2 separate regions of the Xenopus laevis genome follow, and region 2 is linked to region 1. Evidence: chromatin contacts called from public Hi-C data. All regions are on one chromosome and are shown on one strand. Each heading gives the region's core, a stretch centred on a gene start, on an enhancer-like site or on the middle of the called end of the contact. The rest is flanking DNA. Distances are from core to core; before and after follow the strand shown.

Region 1 (2,700 bases), core at 196-2,695:
GTAGAGGGTTGCAGTTCTCACTTTTAGTCTCTAGGTGTCGGTATAAAACCCGAAGTGGAAAGTAAATCGTGAGAAGCCGTGCAGCTCTGTAGCCATTAGCAAACATGACGTGATGGGGCAGATTCACTAAAGTGTGAATTGTCGCCAGTGACTGCGCTGTACACATTGCACCACTTCGACGGGCGCAAATTCGCTACCACTAGGCTTATTCACTAATAAGCGAAGTTGCGCCTTGGGCGCCGAACGCAGGTGACTTTTTGCTAGCATTATTTCCGCAGTGCGAGCGTTTCATAAAGATGCGCTAGCGTTCGTTTCTGCCTAGAGAAAAATTCTCTAGTGATCTTGCGCTTAGGTCAATTTGCATACAGCGTGTAATTTAAAGTTGTATAGAGGGCTTTATTTATAAATGTTGGTGCAAATGCATGAAGTTACCACTTTTTCTTACACATGCCCAGGGAACCAAGAGAGTTTATATAATGCCCTACACATGAGCCCGCTGTAAAACGAATGTTCTTTTTTTTTTATGATATGTCTGGAGAAAACCGGTTACCCAGGACGTTTGCAGGCAATTCCGCTTCAAAAAATGAAAAGTCGCCAGCGTTTCTGGAACTTTAATGCATTTTCGGCTCACAGGATATGATGTAAGTGACAGAAGATTGAGGAACATCTAGCACTTCGTCTGGTCTGAGGTGGCGAAATCAACTCTGGCGAAAGATGTAATGTTCAGTAAAATCCGCACTTTAGTGAATTTGCGGAGAAAGAATCGTTTGCTAAGCGACTTTTCGCTCTTGCGACTGAACGCAACGACGGTCCCGTTCGCTAGCAAATTGGCGCCTGTTAGTGAATTGGCGATATCCCTGTGGGTGGCAAAGCTGGTGAAAAGTCGCTGGCGTTAGCCACTTCGCCCTTCAGTGAATAGGCCCCAATGAGTCTACTGAACCAGTGTACAGTCCCAGTGTACAATTGCAGGCGCCTCCTGTTCAGCTTACTTCTTATATGGGCTTGTTATTATACAGTGCCATAACTCCAAAGGAATGGATTTCTGCCAAGTCATAAACATTCATTGGCACAAGGCCACACTGTCTCTTCCGCCACCTTCAGCGCAATCTCTCTACTTGCGACCAAACTACCTTGTTCTTCATTTGTTGTGCCAATCAAGTCTATCATCTGTGCCACATCTTCCTGTGTCGGGTGATCACATCATGAAATCCGTGTATCTGTAGTTTGTTAGTGCTGCGAACCCCATTGCGTGGCGCAGGTGCTGCCTTCAGCACACATCTGTATCTAACAGGGCTAATAGGATCTGCCAGGAACGTTTAGGAGAGATTTTGGCTGAAGCACCCCTTCATTCACTCTGGTTAGCGCTAGGCTCATGACGTCACTTTCGTGGAAGTCCCAGTAATGCTTTGCGACGCCAAGCACCTCTAACCGGAAGCTGACGGCAGCCAACCATTGGACGGCGCAGCTGGAGGGGTGATTCCCGCCCACTTGCATTTCATTGGTGGAAATCTGATATCACAACTTCCCCCGGCAAAAAAAAAAAAAGGATTGGCGCTGCCTATAGTTTAGAATGAGAGGACTGTCAGAAGGGGTTAAGTCCGTGCTGTTCTTGCTCACTCAGTGAAGCTGATCAGTGTCTGCAGAGGAGGAACCTAGCGGAGCTCCATCACCCACTCTCCTGCCACTGCCTTGGATTCTGCCACTGAGCTGCTTTAAGGATTTAAGAGGGGGGATTGTCCTACTTTCTGAGCTTCCAAATCTTTTTTTGTCTGCTGGACCCTGAATAGAACTTAGAGCGTCCTCAAATGGCAACGAAAATTGACAAGGAAGCGTGCAGAGAAGCTTACAATCTGGTGAGAGATGATACCAATGAAACGAGCTGGTAAGTAGCAGGTTGTCCTGCCTGTGCTGTCATCCATATAATAAAGCATTCAGTAAATCCTATGGAGAGGTTACCATTGCAGTGCAGTACTTTCATATATATTCCTTTCATTCAAACATCATTTTATTCACTTGTATTGCATTGTAGGATTAGATGACACTTGGAAATAAATTCTTAATAAAGGAATTATTTATGTGACTCCTATAGATAGAGAGTGGCTTTATGAATCTATCAATTGCTAGCAATACACAGTATGTAAGAGATGTCTTAACACCGTCCCCCATTGGCTGCAAAAGTAAAACTTTCAGCCGCAAATTGACAGCCTGCAGCTGCCGAGGATGCTGGGAGCTGTAGTTTAGAAGCTACATGTTACACTGCAAGGTTTCTGGACTTTTTTTTTCTCAGGAGACCTAATTTAATTCTGTGACCCAAAACAATGGTTTAGATTTAATTAGGCACCTTATTCTAATGACTTTTGGCTATTATAGCAGCACATTTTACTTTGTTGAAGGGGGCATGGAAACCCGCCCTAAACAGAATAGTGACCTGAAAGTAAAGAGTAGCCGAATAGGCTTGTTCTGTTTTTTTATTTTTTTTTACCATGTGTTTAATAAGCTTTACATTTCAGTTTCATTTTTCTTCCTCAAGGGTAACTTTTATATATGATGGCCATACTATAGTCCCAGGAGAACAGGGTGCAACCTATGAAGAATTTATATCTGCTTGCAAAGGTAGGACATGATCCAGGTGATATGCAAATACTGTAACACCATAATCTGAAAGCAAACAAATGATTGATGAGTATTCGTGAGCAGGAG
Region 2 (2,700 bases), core at 109-2,608, 53 kb after region 1:
AAAAGAACAAACAGATTTTTTTATATTCAAATCTGACATGGGGCTAGACATTTTGTAAATTTCCCAGCTGCCCCTGGTCATGTGACTTGTGCCTGCACTTTAGGAGAGAAATGCTTTCTGGCAGGCTGCTGTTTTTCCTTCTCAATGTAACTGAAGGAGTCTCAGTGGGACATGGGTTTTTACTATTGAATGTTGTTCTTAGATCTATCAGGCAGCTGTTATCTTGTGTTAGGGAGCTGTTATCTGGTTACCTTCCCATTGTTCTTTTGTTTGGCTGCTGGGGGGGGGGAAGGGAGGTGGTGATATCACTCCAACTTGCAGTACAGCAGTAAAGAGTGATTGAAGTTTTTCAGAGCACAAGTCACATGACTTGGGGAGCTGGGAAATTGACAATATGTCTAGCCCCATGTCAGATTTCAAAATTGAATATAAAAAAATCTGTTTGCTCTTTTGAGAAATGGATTTCAGTGCAGAATTCTGCTGGAGCAGCACTATTAACTGATTCATTTTGAAAAAAATGTTTTTTTCCCATGACAGTATCCCTTTAAGACTTTTGGGGGGCTTTTATATTGGATGTGCATATGCTGTCAATGTCCTGTCAATTACTTTTATTACAGCCTTGCATTTTGCAGAATTCAGCTCCTCCCCAGACAAAACTCAAATTCCCACAATGCCCACTAGGCTGACATACTGGCACCAAGTGAATTCAGCTTGTCTTGGTATTTTAATGAAAAGTACACTTTAATGTAAAGTAATTCAGTTCATGCATTTGTACATAAGCTATTTTTATCGTGTTAATGTATTCTGTATATGTCTCTATCTGTTTATACACATAAACTAATGCATGTACAGTACTTCCTAAGCAAGAACAAAGCTACATCTAGAAACAGCTTAAACCAAATGGCCAGAGGTTCTTGTGTGTGATCTTAGAAGTTCACCCAGCCTCTCTTTTAAATGCCAGTGTTTAAAAACCTAAAAGAAGTGAAGGCACAAAAGGTATCATATCATTTTATTAGAAAATGCGCCTTTTGCCATTCAGTCTCTGTAGTTAATTGGCTGTGGGCCACCTACATATCTGAGCAACGGCATTTTGCAACACCCCATAGAAGTGGCAACCAAAGAAGAACGCCTATTTCTCTATAGAATCAACACGTGTTGCAGTGATGCCACAAGCACAGTAAGGGGACGGTGCAACAATCTTATCCTGTGTTTCCGTCTCAGGAAGTTTGTGAATAAACAGAACTGCTGATTCACCCTAATAGCCCTTTTTTTTTTACCATATATGGGTATTCCTTAAACAAGCAGTAAGCTTGCCTGGTGACTTATACAAAAGGTGTTTAATTAGGCAGAGAAAAGCAAAGGAAGAGGCTGACTAAACCTGTGCATGGGATGCTGCACCCTGTGAGAGAGTGGTTATGCTTACTTATGCCTTATATGGTAACAACCAGGCTTTCAGCTCTTTCAGCTGCTTTTCAGCATTTTTAGTTCATACTGTCTACTATCCTTATCAGACTGAATTCAACATCAGTTGCTCAGGCAAAAGGTGATTGGGATGGAGAATGTGCTATAACAGATGTAAATTCCCACTCCCAGAATCCTCAGCAAGCTTATGGAATAAACGTTTTGGCAGTTACAGCTCACAAAGGGTCTCTACATAAGATAGGTCCATTACACTATTATCATATCATGGGTAGGGATGCCCCCTTCTCCGGAAACAAATACCGGCCTTTCAATTTCATTTCTAGCATCTTTTTCCCTATTAATAACATTGTCACTAAGTGTCCCTGGCACCAACAGCCCTGTTACTTGGTGTGTTTTAATAATAAAAAAAGAACACAATAAAAAGAGATGTATATTTTAATAAGATTATTTTGCCTGAGGTCAACAAAATCACAAATCCATGTATATTCAGTAGCACAGGATTAGTGAGCCATAAAAATGTGAACACTACTCTTACCCAAAATGCAACATTTTTTAACATACTTCATAATAGCGGGCCCTTTTAAATAGTGTTCCCCACAAATAGTGTGCAGTGAGTTTATACAGGAGCATCATTGTGCCAGGCCAACATGCAATGGTCAGTGACATCTAATTCACTTTGTACCTCTCATTTGCATCCATGAAGTCAGCTGTGCTGAACTGTACATTCACGCTACTGCTTCTATTAGTGTGCACTGCATTTGCAAATATACAAACAAAAATGTAATTAGGAAGCATTAAATCATTGTGTTTTCAATGGTGAACAGGGGTAGTTCACTTTAACATTTAGGCTATGGCCAGACATGGTTGTATAAATGCAGGCCAAGACACAACCTCTGCTCACCTGCGCTCTGTGATGTTACTGCACCTACAGACACACAGAGCAGATTTTTATTTGCGTGAAATTGCATTCTCTCGTGTTTTTGTGCTGAAATTCACTCTGTGTAGCCAGGCCGATGCCATACCTGTAGGTGCAGTAATATCATGGAGCGGTGGTGAGTAAATCGGTCGTTTCTTGGCCTGCCTATGAATGCCACATCAGGCTTTAGCCTTAGGATGATGCATATTCTGAGACCGTAATAGAAAGACAATTTACAAAAAGTAACCGTAACAATACAAGTGTAGCCTCATAGAGCAATAGATTTTTGGCTGCCGGGGTCAGTGACCTAAACCTGAAAGCTGGAAAGAGGCGAGTAAGAAGGCAAAACATTCTAAAACTAT

What was found. A called contact is a pair of places that touch in the nucleus more often than the background predicts.
Region 2: a contact with region 1 is called in a Hi-C map of the XTC cell line, with 2.8 times the contacts expected there. The contact joins the enhancer-like site here to the promoter of klhl36.S in region 1. A contact is called at or near these places in 2 of 4 Hi-C or Micro-C datasets (the XL177 cell line and the XTC cell line).

What each region holds. Positions count from the first base shown.
Region 1 is chr4S:44,076,322-44,079,021 of Xenopus_laevis_v10.1, forward strand. klhl36.S (kelch-like protein 36) reads right to left here and starts at 1,446. Exons shown (of 5, transcript XM_041561183.1): 1 at 1,131-1,446. cotl1.S (coactosin-like protein) reads left to right here and starts at 1,606. Exons shown (of 4, transcript XM_018260580.2): 1 at 1,606-1,882; 2 at 2,531-2,613. The coding sequence starts at 1,806.
Region 2 is chr4S:44,129,778-44,132,477 of Xenopus_laevis_v10.1, forward strand. No RefSeq gene overlaps it. Among protein-coding and RNA genes, the nearest start is that of cotl1.S, 53 kb to the left of the region's middle. Within about 2 kb of position 1,359, at least 1 of the 7 cell types and tissues checked has an H3K27ac peak or open chromatin away from gene starts, as enhancers often do.